Regions from separate parts of the Ovis aries genome. Here region 1 is linked to region 2. The links are chromatin contacts, called in public Hi-C maps. All regions are on one chromosome and are shown on one strand. The core of a region is the stretch at or near the end of the contact, and the rest is flanking DNA. Distances in the headings are between cores, read along the strand shown. Region 1 holds the start of DHFR (dihydrofolate reductase). Region 2 holds the start of RARS1 (arginyl-tRNA synthetase 1).

What was found. A called contact is a pair of places that touch in the nucleus more often than the background predicts.
Region 1: a contact with region 2 is called in a Hi-C map of muscle, with 7 times the contacts expected there. The contact joins the promoter of DHFR here to the promoter of RARS1 in region 2. A contact is called at or near these places in 7 of 16 Hi-C or Micro-C datasets (blood, hypothalamus, liver and 2 more).

The regions. Positions count from the first base shown.
Region 1 is chr5:78,320,519-78,327,832 of ARS-UI_Ramb_v3.0, reverse strand. It overlaps DHFR (dihydrofolate reductase), which reads left to right and starts at 4,007. Exons shown (of 6, transcript XM_004009054.6): 1 at 4,007-4,165; 2 at 4,535-4,584; 3 at 7,095-7,200. The coding sequence starts at 4,080. MSH3 (mutS homolog 3) reads right to left here and starts at 3,905. Exons shown (of 24, transcript XM_042250722.1): 1 at 3,605-3,905; 2 at 1,760-1,877. The coding sequence starts at 3,811.
Region 2 is chr5:78,075,341-78,083,085 of ARS-UI_Ramb_v3.0, reverse strand. It overlaps RARS1 (arginyl-tRNA synthetase 1), which reads right to left and starts at 3,692. Exons shown (of 15, transcript XM_027970485.2): 1 at 3,619-3,692; 2 at 2,141-2,275. The coding sequence starts at 3,663. It also overlaps the pseudogene LOC105606745.

The DNA.
Region 1 (7,314 bases), core at 2,758-5,257, 240 kb before region 2:
AAGACGTTCACTCCTTGGAAGGAAAGTTATGACCGACCTAGACAGCATATTCAAAAGCAGAGACATTACTTTGCCAACTAAGGTCAGTCTAGCCAAGGTTATGGTTTTTCCAGTGGTCATGTACGGACGTGAGAGTTGGAAAAAAGCTGAGCGCCCAAGAATTGATGCTTTTGAACTGTGGTATTGGAGAAGACTCTTGAGAGTCCCTTGGACTGCAAGGAGATCCAACCAGTCCATTCTGAAGGAGATCAGTCCTAGGTGTTCATTGGAAGGACTGATGCTAAAGCTGAAACTCCAATACTTTGGCCATCTCATGTGAAGAGTTAACTGATTGGAAAAGACTCTGATGCTGGGAGGGATTGGGGGCAGGAGGAGAAGGGGACAACAGAGGATGAGATGGCTGGATGGCATCACCGACTTGATGGACATGAGTTTGGGTGAACTCTGGGAGATGGTTATGGACAGGGAGGCCTGGCGTGCTGCAATTCATGGGGTCGCAAAGAGTCGGACACGACTGAGCAACTGAACTGAACTGATGCAGAGTAATGAAGCAAAGAAAAGTAGACAGCCCTGGAAAATGCAAATTCTGTCGAGTCACGCCTCCATTCAGGTAGGAAGAGGAAAAGGGTATCATCAGACCTATCCTTCACTTTAATCATGCATCTCCATTTCTACAGTTATTTCATACATAAATTCAAATTTTACTTCTTGATCCACCAAACTGACACTTTTCTTTTTTGTTTTTGACTCATTTGTTTTGGGCCTCCCTGCTGGCTCAGATGGTTTAGAATCTGGGTTCTAAACCAGAATCTGGAAACCTGGGTCCGATCTGGGTTGGGAAGATTCCCTGGAGAAGGGAATGGCTACCCACTCCAGTATTCTTGCCTAGAGAATTCCATGGACAGAGGGGCCTGACAGGCTACAGCCCATGGGGTCACAAAGAGTCAGACACAACTGAGTGACTTTCACTTCACTTCACTTCATTTTCCCTACATAATTTCGTGAGAATAATGAAGAAAGAAGCATTCTCTGTCCTCTCCTATCATAAACTGTCTGAGGCCACTTAACTAAAGAAAAATTTGCTCAAGTATCTGTATCCAATACCTCCGCTAGAAGTCCGGGAGCTCAGGAATGGTGGTTTTACCCAAAATCTTTTCACATACAGAAGAAACAGCTCCATGATTAAAAAGGACAGGCTAGATCTACACGTCCTAACACTGAATGTTGTTCAAAAAGCTCTAAGAGGGGAAAAATTGTTGCAAATTAGTATATATAGTCTATTACAATTTATGAAATACTATTCGTTAACTACTTTGTGGTATATGTTTATACATATAGATGTGCATAAGTAGAAAAATCTGGAAGAATATACAGCATCTCCAAAAATCAGCAGTAGGCCTTACTGAAAGAAAGACTATGAGGTCTTTGTCTACCTTCTACGTTTCTGAATTGTTTGAAAATTTTATAATAAGAATGTTTTACTTTTATAATCAAGATCAAAATTTGCTAAAGGCAATAAAAGAGAAAATTGAAAGAACTACAGCCAAATTGCAGAACTCCAGCTTTTACCCCTACTTCTCCAACCTTCTACCCACACACCACCACTTAAGAAGGTACCAATCTGCTTAAGCACAATGGAAGCCTTTCTCCACAAAGGAAAAAAATGGCCCAGTTCTCCTATAGCCTCCTCTTCCCTCAGAACACAAGAATATCAGAGCCATGACTTGTGAGAACGAAGAAAAACTGCCCCAGAACTCACCAGAGTTTCCAGACGTTACAGAATCACTTCCTTCCTTTTCTTGGACTTTCCTCGCTTTCTTTTTAACAGGCCTATCACTCTCCAGTGCTCTCTTTTTACTTCTGTCAATTTCTGCAACCTATGTTAGAAAAGGATGTGTCATCTCTACTCTCAAAATTTGATGTATGCAAAATAATTTAAACTTTACTTCTGAATGACAGTAGGTTCTTGCCATCCACCCTTCATAGAATTGTCTACTTAGAGCTATGGGTGAACTGTTCTACCATCATCAAAGATAAGCTGGAGGTCAGGTCACGAGCCTCGGCATCTCAAGCAGTCCTAGAATTAGAACCAAGGCTGCTACTTTTCTTCACTTAATCAGCCTTGTCCTAGCTCAGATTATGAATCACACTACTTACCTACGCTAAATAGAGTACCTTCAAGAAAAAAAACTAATATTTAGATAATTAAAGAATGGTATCATTTTTGAAATGTTAATTGCAATTTAACTCTTTCATATTCAAACTTGGCTTATGTTTTACCACTGAAGATGCCACAAGATTATGGACTGTATGCTGACAGAAAAACTGTCAAAAACTTAGCTCCTTCACCAAATGACCTGTAAACAGTAGGTGTAAAATAAAATCTTGGTGAATTCATGGAAATGCACACTATGGTCAAAAAACAAAGACAGGAGAGGTACAATCCTCTATAGAAGAAATATAAATGAAGGGAACAAAATTTTGAAGCAGCCAAGCTGTCACCTGCTTCAAAACCTGGAGGGTTACTTAAAAGCCAATCTACAACTGCCTTCCACATTTTCAGTTCGAGAAATGCTGTACCAGGGAGCCCCAATGAGGGCTCACCCTTAGGTTTTCCTTTGTGGCAGTGTTTCTGGTCAAAAACGCAACAAAACTATTTTACTCAAAGGATGGCAAGCAACAGGAAGGACCCAACGACTAGCACATCTGTATCGTCTCAAGAAACTTTTATCCACTCATATCGTGTATCAGACTTTATAATCTGAACCACAAGGGGTAGGTACAGCCACCAGGGAACCGCACAGAAATCATGACTTTTACTGGTAATCACCCGAAACATTGGGCAAGGCTGTTTTAACGACAGTTTTCATCCAGTCACCTAACTAAACAAATACAAATGAACAAGGCTCTTCTTCAACCCACAATTCAGGCCGGGGCGGGGGAGGGGGGCCGTGGGGGAGGGGGGCTGGGGGGAGGCGGGGCGGGCGGGTAGAATGGAGATTAAAATGAACAAGGCTCTTCTTCAACCCTTAATTCAGGGGGGAAAGAAAAGGTGGGGGGGGGGCGGGCGGGTAGAATGGAGATTAAAAGAGGTATCCTCTGACCCTACTCATCAGAATGGGCGTCAGGAGACCTGAGTTTGTGTCTCAGGGCTGCCATTAAGAGTTGGTGTGACCGTAACCTCAAAACTAATACCTCAAGTGTAAGTGTGAAGTGAAGGTCGCTTAGTCGTGCCCGACTCTGTGCGACCCCATGGACTTCTCCATGGAATTCTCCAGGCCAGAATACTGGAGTGGGTAGCCTTTCCCTTCTCCAGAGGATCTTCCCAACCCAGGGATCGAACCCAGGCAGCATTGTGGGAAGATTCTTTACCAGCTGAGCCACAAGGGAAGCCCGGTTCGAAGGGCACCTAGGATGGAGGCGGGCCTACCTCTTCCTACCGCCTCCTTCCTGAGCCCTGCCCCTTTCTCGTCTGGCCCAGTCACCTCGCCGATTCTCGCGCACAGTCCCCGCCTCATCCCGCCCCACCCACAAGCGCAGCCTCCGCCCGTCTGGCCCCGCCCCCTCTCCCCGATTGCCCCGCCCCGTCCTGGACCGAACCCACCACGTGTGGCTGCAACTGCGGCGGGAGCTTGGACGCTAGGGGCGCCGCGGAGTCAGAGTCAGGGTCCGCCTTCTCGGCTGCAACCGCTGGGGATGCAGTGGATTTCAGGCTTCCCGTAGACTGGAAGAATCTGCTCAAAACAGCCTGCTTTGCAGACGCTGGGTTGGCGGGAGCGGCGCCGCCGGAGGCCGGCTTCCGGCGCGACATCGCAAGGCCGGGAGTCAACAGCCCGAGAGCCAACAGCCCGAGAGCCGGGCCTAGCCGGGAGCGCGGGCCCGCGGCCGCAGTTCCCGGGGTGTCTGCGGGCGCGAGCACGTCGTGACCCGGCGGTGCGCCGGGGCGGGGGGCGGGACGGGGGTGCGGTCTCGCCTACGCAAATAGGGCTGGAGGGGCGGGGCGGCCAAAATTTCGCGCCAAGCTGGCTGTGCGGAGACCGCGGTTCACGGCTAGCTAGAAAGTGTTTCCTGCAGCTGTCATGGTTCGTCCGCTAAACTGCATCGTCGCTGTGTCCCAGAACATGGGCATCGGCAAGAACGGGAACCTGCCCTGGCCACCACTCAGGTATCTGCTGAGCCCGGGGAGGTGGATGGGTCGAGAGTGGAAGCTGGCGCCAACGGCCCTTGATCGGGATAGCTGGGACGCGTCGCGCCGACGCTGGGAGGAGGAGGGGTCGGTCTCGTGACCTGAGCTGGCGAGAGCTAGGCTTGGGCTTCATTCTGCTTCCGGAGCTTGACTGCAAGTTATTGATTTACGTCCCGCTCCAGCTGCCCGGCTAGACCTTTACTCCCGGCTCCTACCCCGGGAGCAAAATCCCAGCCCTGAAAGTCCTCACCACCACCCCGCAACCAGCGCCCCGTTTGTCGGGGGGCTTTAGAGCTTAAGCCCATGGGATCACATTCTGAGGAACTGCGTGTTTCTCTTAACTTGTAGGAATGAATTCAAGTATTTCCAAAGAATGACTACAGTCTCTTCAGAAGAAGGTAATGTGGCATTTTTAAGTGCTTCAAGTTTGCCAAAGGTCTTGCCTGAGGAAGCTTACCAGTGCAAATTTTACTTAAGTGAAAAGTTTCTCATGTTAGTCTTGGACCTTTTGTCTTAACATCAGTGTGTATACAGTTCCCAAGACTCATTAAACATTCCTTAAAAAAAAAAAGTTTATTTGAAATTTGATGTGGGCGCGTACAATTCAGGTATTGGGCAAAATTGGAAGCTAGGTAAAGGCTTCTGTGGAGGTCAGTGCTCGCAAAGGAGAACGGAAGAGGCTTTTGAAATCGCTGCTGCTGTAAGATGTCTGAATGGCAGTGGATAGGACAAAGGGCAAAAAAGGGTTACAAGATGCTCGATTTGGAGATCCGAAAGTTGAAGGTGGTGCAGTAAGGCAAGGATGAACTCTCATTTCCAGTTTGATAGTCTGAGTGACATGGGGAATAGTGAGCAGCTCTAATGATGAAGATTTTGAAGTGCTTGTAGGATATTCGAGACAACTTCAGGCCCAGGGAACGAGGTGAACTGAGCCACTGGCAAGAAGAGGATAACCAGGGAAAAGAATATGGGCATGAGGGATAGGACCATTTAAAACCTAAGAGGAGTGTATCTTTGTTCATTGGAGGAGCAGGAGCAGCGTAAACAGGGCAACCATAAATCAGAAAGGAGCAGATGCAGCGTAACTGTAGTGGCAGGGATAAAAGGTCCTTGGATTTGGCCCTTGAATCACTGGTGGAGACAAGATGGCAAGAGCTTTAAGGCAAAGGATTGACATGAACGCTCTCAAGAATCTTAAGTATGGCCTGCTAATAAGAGCATCCTCTGCCTGTTTGCTTGTTTTCAGTAAATATAGTATTTCTTGGATGAATGAATGAATGAAAGGGAACCAAGGATGTCTTGGCTGTCTCCCTGCGTCCTTCATTCATCACTTCTACCTTAGTTGTTAGGTCTGTGCCATTTTCCTCATCAGAATGACTCACCTGTTAGCTCCATTAATAGTTGATAATCTTATTGAACACATAAAGTCCTGTCCTTGAAAATATAGTGCATATTGTATAAGGGTTCTCTGAATTACAGGGGGGGGGGGGCGGGTGTTTATTCTTGGAGGAAAATAAAATTTTTTGCAGTTTGTAAATTTCATGTTTTTGTTTTGAAAAAAATCGAACTAATGATGATTCTTCAAGAAAACAGACACATGCACTCCTTTGATAGTCTCTCAGAACATGTCAAAAATCAGAAATGTATATGTTCCTTTGATCCAGATATGCAGCTCCCAAGGTTTTTCCCTCCTAAGTAATTAAACAAAAATGGAAGCTACATATGTAAAGTTTTTATAGAAGCAGTATACTTGAAAGAGAAGCATAGAGGCACAATTGATAATGTTTTAAGCTCATTGCTTAGAATATAAAGCAGCTATCTTTAAGAAAAATTAAGTAAGTAAAGTCGCTCAGTCGTGTCCGACTCTTTGCAACCCCATGAACTGTAGCCTACCAGGCTCCTCCCATGAGATTTTCCAAGCAAGAGTGGAGTGGGTTGCCATTTCCTTCTCCAGAGGATCTTCCACACCTGGGGATTGACAATCTGAGCCACCAGGGAAGTCTAATTTAAGAAAAATTACTGTAATTTAAATCTATAAAGTATGCAAATATAAATAATGTGTATATGTGAAAGTCACTCAGTCATGTCCAATTCTTTGCAACCCCATGGACTGTCTCCAGGCCAGAATACCAGAGTGGGTACCATTCCCTTCTCCAGGGGATCTTCCCAACCCAGGGATCGAACCCAGGTCTCCCACATTGCATGCGAATTCTTTACCAGCTGAGCCACCAGAAGTGAAGTAGCTCAGTCATGTCCGACTCTTTGCAACACCATGGACTGCAGCCTCCCAGGCTCCTCCGTCCATAGGATTTTCCAGGCGAGAGTACTCGAGTGGGTTACCATTTCTTTCTCCAGGGGACCTTCCCAACCCAGGGATCAAACCCAGGTCTCCTGCATTGTAGGCAGCCACTTTATCATCTGAGCCACCAGGGAAGCCCTTAAATACCCCTAACAACTTAAATACCCTTAAGAACTCAATTGCCCATAACAATAAATAAGTCTTAAATACCCATAACAACTCTACAAGGAACCATTGTTATCTCCATTTTATAGGTAAGGAAAATAAAGCACAGGAAATACACATGACTAGCTCAGTAGATGACAGAATACATTCGATTTTAGCACTTCATCCCAGTATCTTTGCTTTTAACTACTATAATGTACATGATTACAGTTGATTAAAGCTATATATTGGTTATAAATTGGCTAAAGGCAAAGGGAATAATAGTTACTAGACTTAGATAATGGATGACATGATAAATTTTGGTAAAGCTGTTTTTAATTTTAATTTTTAAAGCAGATCCACTAGGTGTCACTATGACCATCATCTATGCATATATGTATAAGTATATAAAAATATATATATATGCTCCCAAAATATATTTATTCTTTCCATGTGATTTTAAAGGTAAACAGAATTTGGTGATTATGGGTAGGAAGACCTGGTTCTCCATTCCAGAGAAGAATCGACCTTTAAAGGACAGAATTAATATAGTTCTCAGTAGAGAACTCAAGTAAGTACTGTAACAAATTTACTGCAAGAAAATCGTGTTCCATTTCTTAATGGTAGAGGTTTCAGTTCAGTTCAATTCAGTCGCTCAGTCGTGTCCAACTCTTTGCGACCTCAT
Region 2 (7,745 bases), core at 2,443-4,942:
CAGACATGCTCCTGAAGAAACACAAATGAACGTGCTGCCTACACACGAACCATGAGTCTCCATCAGCCAAAATGTCGATACGTAACATGAGTGGCAACAATAATGAAAACTATTATTCGGGCAGTACTGAACTGAGTACTCCTGAGTGATTTAAGAGCGGAGTCAAGTGCTTTATTGATGTGCATGACCTTACATCACCTACATAACAAAAATGGAGCTTGTGACTACTATCACCCTTTCCTTGTGGGTTAGAGATTAACTAACTTGCCAAAAACGATAAAGGCAAGAAGCAAAGCCAGGATTCAAGGTGAATACTCTCTTCTCCCTTAAAATGTTAACTTCCATGAGGTGAAGAAATGTTACATATGGTACAAGCATCTTTGCTACAATTCAATATAAGCATTCTGAAACATCACATTATGCAAAACAAACAAACAAACAAACTAAAAAACTCTCCTAAATCAACAGAACTAATAAGAAAATTAGCATCAGGAGATAACTCAAAATCTGTGATTTTGTAACAAGAGCACCATCACATAGCAACCTTAACATTGTCACTGATGAAAAGCTGTACCTGTCATTCTAATAAATACTAATGGAAGACTTAATCTTGGGAAAAAAAAGACAGCTCAATGGGAGATTTGTAGAGATGTGGATGGATCTAAGTCTGTCAAACAGAGTGCAGTAAGTCAGAGAGAGAAAAACAAATACTGTATATAATGCATGTATGTGAAATCTAGAAAAATGAACCTAGTTCCAGGGCAGGAATAGATAAGCAGAGGTAGAGAGCGGACGTGCAAGCGTGGGATGGTGAGGGTGGGGTAAGCCGGGAGATCAGGGTTGACATAAATGCACCTTCATGGGTAAAACAGCTAGTGAGAGCCTGCTGCGCAGTGCAGGGAGCTCAAGTTCTCCATTATGTGCACCAACAACTTACTCTTAACTTGTGTAATGCAGGGGGAAAAGATGGTTTGAGGCTTTTTTTTTATCAAATTTCAGAATCTTCGCTAACAAGGATTTTTTTAAAAGACACCATAATTTAAATTGTAGGATGAAACCAAAGCCCAGAGTACTCACTTTTTGAAGGATATAACACGTGTTGTGTAGCAGAGGATCAGAGGGGTGGGAAGGAGGTCCGAGAGAGGGTGTATGTGTACACATACAGCTGACTCACAGCTGTTGTAGAGGAGAAACTAACACAGCGTTGTAAAGCAATCACACTCCAACAACAACAACAACAAAAGAATGCACTTCCTTTTGTATCTTTTCCCTCCTAGCTTCCAGCACAGATCAGGTATTCAACAGTAGTTTCGACTTGAAATAGAGAAATGAATATAAGTAAGTGCAGAATGAATGAGGTGATCAGAAAGGTTGAGATATTTTGGGGACAATTCCCTGGAAATGGAATTTTTTAATTTTAGAAGACTCAAAGCTATTTTAAGCATAAGAGATCACAGTAGGCAATAAAAAAAGACTTCATGGCAGTGGGGCAGGCGAGTTTAAGATGAATACATAAGAGTAAGCTTTGGAAAAAAGGTACAATGCCAGTGCAACCTGCCTGAAAGTAGTAGAGAACACACAGAGCAGAACAATCAAGGGAGTGAGGCCATCGCCCAGGATGTGTCATCAGTAGACCTGAAAAGCAGGCCAAGAAATTAAAGCCCCAACGGAAGCAAGCTCAATTTTTTGACAAAAATCAATAAACACTGTTAAGATTATGAAGTCATGAAATAACCAATACAACACAAGCTTCATGGGAAAAAATGTACCAAAATACTAACGGAAAAAGAACCTTCCCACAAATATGACACTGTAAAATACAAAAAATAAAACTAAAATAACCAACTTAAAGCAGAGAAGGACTGTGGGTGTAGTTAAAAATATTCTGATTTAAGCGATTACTGAAAATTAAGCTGGCTAAACATCAGTATGATGAAAACATTTCAAGGGCCCCAGAGAGAAAACAGCAATTTCTCCATTATCTGCACCAACAACTTACTCCTAACTTGTCTAATGCAGGGAGAAAGGACAGGGTTTAAGTCCTTTTGCCAAATTTCTTTCAGTATCTTCGCTAACAAGGATTTTTAAAAAGACACAATAATTTAAATTGTAGAATGAAACCAAAGCCCAGAGTACTCACTTTTCGAAGGATATTCAGTCGATACTTTAATTTTAAATTTTCTTCCCGCAACTTCTCCAAATCTGCAGAAGCTTCTGAACAGCTGTAGTTTTTCAACCGATCAATTTCAGCAGTCAGAAACTTAATCTCTTTTTCCTAGGAAAGAACAGCCACCTTGGTCCATCATGATTGATAACTCCCAGATGTGATAAATTGAACCATAAACTTACTTCCTCATCTCCCCTCCTCTCCACCTGAGCATGGTAGAGATGATAGCAATTAAGGACTTTGCCTTTGGTAAGTTGTGGTTTTTTTCTGAGTTTTTTGATGACATTACCAATACTATCCTTGGCAAGAAAAAAGTATTTGTATGTGTTGGAGGGGAGGAACAGGAGTGTTAAGCCTGCAATGGGATCACCTTCAGATGGCTTGTTTCTTTGGTTCAAGTCCCTCCGCTTTTGCCTTTTCTGAGACAAAAGGACTTTCCCCTTTTATCATCTCTTTCTTTCCAGTGTCTTAAGTCCTAGAACAGATGTTTTACTCTAATACCCAAAACTAAAGACAGGTCAATTCAAAAGAAATAAAGCTACCTAACTAACTGCGTTATTCAAGGAGAGATTCCTCACTTTAAATTTGACTGTTTATCTGGGCATAATTACAGCAAAGACAAAAAACATAGTGTGCCATAAATGAGCATACTGTGTTCCAGGCACAGAGCTCAACACTTTTCAGAAATCATCTCCATTCTTATCACAACCCAAAGAGTATACCTATGTCCCCACACTGAAAAACGCCATATGACTCGAAACAATAAAGAATGTGACAATTTACTTGACCAAGTCGTGACGGATTTAGCAAAGAAGCGGTCCCCATCCTCCCACCCTTCCCCACCTGCACCTAGAATGTAAGGGAACTGTCAATTCTCGACAAGCTCTTGCAGTTCTTTCCCCACGAATACTGAAAGCAAGAAGCAAACCCCAGCTTGATAATCAGCCCCTGCATGGACTGAGAAGAATCTCAGGATTCCTCTTGCACAGTATCACGGACAGAATGGGGTGCTGAGCTGCAAACAGGGCCCAGGGCTCCTGCTCTCCCTCCACTTTCCTCTTTGTGTGTTCCCGCACTTCCCCCGACAGAGCACGCGTGTTCGGGGAAGGACGAGCACTGGTCGAGGCGGGACTCGACACGCCAAGCTCCAGCCCCACTGTAGATGCTGGCTTGCGGGTGTCAAAGAGAGGGGAACCCTCCGCCTCGCTGGACGTCACTGTCACCCGGGCCTGGGAACCCAGGGTTCTTCCTCTCCCATCTCTTGGAAAGCGTTCCTGGGAGGGCATTAACTTCCGAGGCAGCGCAGGCCCGTGTATGGGGACTCCGCTGCCCCTGTCGCAAGGGAGCAGTTCGGTCCCCGCCTCGCTGCCGTTGTTCTGGTGCTGCCCGGGCGGGAGCCGGGCCCTGGGACCTCCCTTTCAAACCTTCCCACCGGCCCCATGAGGTACTACCTGCTGCAGCAGCCTCGCGGAGCAATGAGCAACTAAGGCGTCCATCCTCGCGTCAGCGTCCTAACCTCCAAGTCGCCGGAAGCGGAAGCAGTAAGCCCCCTCGGAAGCGGAACCCCTCCCCTTCTTCCCCAGCCCCGCCCAGCCACGTTTGGCTGGCTGGGTGTCGTTACCTCCCCCTCTGCTGCCCCCTGGTGGAATTCGGGAGAAACTGCGAGGAAAATTCGCCGGGAATTTTCTGCCTGGATGAGGGCTGCAAGCCTTCAGAGTCTCACGTTGGGAGGACGGCAAAGAATTTGAGGGGAATCCGACCAGAGCTGCTCTGTGCTCAATGGAGTTAGACAGAGGAACTTAACTAAAGCCAGCGTTTAAGAAGGGCTTCATTTAACCCTCCGTGAAATGGGTACAGAACCAACAAAATTAATTTCCCCAATAGCATTTATTATGCACATTAATATGCCATTACTACTATTCCAGGCGCTGGAACACCATCTGGACAAGTCCGACAAGGTTCCCTCTTTCATGGAGGTTACATTTTAGAGTAAATAGATATACCAGACAAAAAAATAAATAATCTCAGTTTTAACTGCCATGAAGATAATGTGATAGGGTGACTTAGGGAAGGTCTCTCTGAGCGGGTAACATTTGAATTAAAATTTTAAACAGCTAATCTGGGATTAAGTTCTGAGAAGCCAGAGGCCTTTGTCTTGTTCACTTTTCCCAGGAGCCCCAGTGCTTCAAACAGTGGTCTCCAAACATTTTTGCCTCTGTGGCCCATATAAGAATTTTTAAAATTCATACTCTAGCCTATAGACTTTTAAAAGTTGACATCTGAAAGCTCTTTCCACAAATTTGAATAGTTGTGATGAACTATTTTCTGGCATGTTGTTTCTTTTATAAGTGCTAATGGTTTTTCATCAAAACTGTGGAGCTGTGAATTTAGCTCATCCAATTTATGAAAAATTTCCACTATATTAATTGGCAAAGCTAGTTCTCTTTGTCAAGTCAAATAATTCATATCATTTTTACTTCATTTTAAAAATTTTTAACCCAAACACAAGTGTTAATATATGTTCCTGTAATACCTTTTTACTTCTCTAAGAGAGAAAAATGGATGGAGGGAAGGATGGATGAATTGGTGGATGGTCAAATCAATGGACAGACAGATGTCCACCTTCGAAATAAAGCAGGAAAAAGGGCCATCTTCTAAACAAATTTATTTTGTGCTAAAGGGATTACTCTCAGGGAAAACTCTTGAAGTTGTAGAGAAGCAAAATTTGCCACCTCAAAATGTATCTTTTCGGTGATTATTTAGGCTGATTATTCTTTATTAAATGGAAACTCAGGAAGTTTTTCTTTTTACCTCCCCATTAGCTGCCTAAGAAGCTGAGCACCAAAGAATTGATGCTTTTGAACTGTGGTATAGGAGAAGCCTCTGAGAGTCTCTTGGACTGCAAGGAGATCAAACCAGTCTATCCTAAAGGAAATCAGTCCTAAATATTCATTGGAAGGACTGATGCTGAAGCTGAAACTCCAATACTTTGGCCACCTGATGTAAAGAACTGACTCTTTGGAAAAGACCCTGATTCTGGGAAAAATTGAAGGCAGGAGGAGAAGGGAACCACAGAAGATGAGATAGTTTGACGGTGTCACCGACTTGATGGAGATGAGTTTGAGCAAGCTCTGCGAGTTGGTGACGGACAGGGAAGCCTGTTGTGCTGCAGTCCATGGAGTGGCAAAGAATTGGACACGATTGAGTGACTGAATTGAACTGGCTGCCTAAAGAATTTTATTTATTTTTAAAAAAATATTTATTTATTTGGCTCTGCCAGATCTTGGTTGCAGGATGTGGGATCATTAGATGTGGCCTGTGGGATCTAGTTCTCTGATCAGGGATTGAACTCGGGCCCCCTGCATTGAGAATGTAGTTTTTGCCACTGGACCACCAGAGATGTCCCCAGCTCCCTAAGGAATTTAGATAAAGGGCCTGTTCCTGGCACAGAGCTACCTCCAGCGAACTCTGCAAAGATTATGGGCTAGGTGTGCTGGGGGAAACCTGGCAGGGCCTAGAGATCACAGTCCACACTTATCTCAAATGTTTACTTACCCATCACTTGCTTTTCTATTTCCTTGTGAATTGCTTTTCTCTGAACTCCCAAACCATTACTCCTAATAGCCTCTTTTGTCTTTAGCTGAAGGTGGTATTTAAGGTGAGGGTTTGGGCCATTTTGGGAGTTCCTCATTTTTCCTGAGTTTTTCCCGTGTATACATATTATTAAACGTTCCTGTGATTTCTCCTGCTAAACTGTCTCATGTCCATTTAATTCTTAGGCCAGCCAGCTCAAAGAACCTAGAAGTGAAGTGAAAGTCGCTCAGTCGTGTCCGACTCTTTGCGACCCCATGGACTATAGAGTCTGTGGAATTCTCCAGGCCAGAATACTGGAGTGGGGGACCGTTCACTTCTCCAGAGGATCTTCCCAACCCAGGGATCGAACCCAGGTCTCTGCCTTGTAGGCGGATTCTTTACCAGCTGAGCCACCGGGGAAGCCCAGAGAACCTCGAGGGTAGAGGAAAATCTCCTCCTGACAAAGGATACCTAGTTCAGTTCCTGTTAGTTTACACCTGGGGCAGTGGGAGGAGTGTTATGCCTTTCTCTGTGGAAAGAGAGCTATAAAAAGAGAATCGGATAACTGAATTTGCAAGCAAAAAGTTTTTAGGAAAGAATGTACAAAAATTAACAATCTGTAAATAGATTCTTCTCATGTGTCCAAGGCCCTAACCCCTCTTAGAATGTCTTCCTACACCCTGAATTGCATATGGCCCAGTTTGTCACAGGACATTGCTTATAAACTGTTTCTTAATGTAATGAATGGGAGGGTTGTGAACGAAAAATGTTTCCTGCCATATCAGTAAGCAAAGAATGTTGCAGCTGCCATCACAGGACAGCCACCCTGGACAGTGAACCCTGAGGGCACTCAGGATGCAGGGGACACAGGTTCTGTTCCTGGTCAGGGAACTAGGATCTGAGATGCTATGGGGGCAACTAAGCCCACATGCCACAGTGAAGATGCCGTGCGACCAAAAAAAAAGTTTAAATAAAACCTAAAAACTGGACTTCCCTGGTGGTATAATTGGATAAGAATCTGCCTGCCAATTCAAGGAGCATGGGTTCAATCCCCGGTCCAGGAAGATTTCACAGTCCGCAGAGGAGCTAAGCCCGAGGGCCACAACTACTGAGCCCTGTGCTACAACTACTGGAGCGCTCACCAAGAGCCTGCGCTCCGGAACAAGTGCAGCCGCCACAGTGGGACGCCTGCCCTCCACAACCAACAGCAGCCTTCGCTTTCTGCAACTAGAGAAAGCCCGCATGCCACATGCAGCCAGGGAAAGCCCGCGTGCCGCATGCAACCCGCGAAGGCCCGCGTGCCGCATGCAACCAGGGAAAGCCCTCGTGCCGTTTTTTTTTTTTTTTTTTCCTTCAGTCAGCAGGGTTCTAGACAGAGGGAATAGCAAACGCAAATGGTCTCGGACAGGAACTAGGTTTACTGGAAAGCAGAAAGAGGGATTGGGTGTGAGCGGATATGGAAAGATTGGCAAAACCAAACCACAGAGGAATTTGTAAGTGAAGGCGATGGGGGTGGGGGCTGGTTTCATTTAGTTCTAAGTAGAGTGTGAACCATTGGATGGGGTAGCAGAAAAATCAGATTTCTGTCTTTCAAAAGGAAGTTGAGCTGTTACAGGGTGAATTGTATTCTCTCCCCAATCCATATGTCAAAGGCCTGACCCCTTAGTACCTCAGAATGTGGCTATATCTGGAGGTAGGGCCTTTACTTCCCTTGTAGCTCAACTGGTAGAGTCTGCCTGCAATGCAGGAGACCCGGGTTCCATCCCTGGGTCGAGAAGATCCCCTGGAGAAGTTAATGACAACCCACTGTTGTATTGTTGCCTGGAGAATCCCAGGGACAGAGGAGCCTGGTGGGCTGCAGTCCATGGGGTCCCAAGAGTCAGATACGACTTAGCAGCTAAACCACCACCAGGGCTTTTACAGAGGGAATTAATTTAAATGAGGTCGTGAGCGTGGGGCCTAATCCAATATGTTCAGTGTCCTTATAAGACAGGACACACGCGCA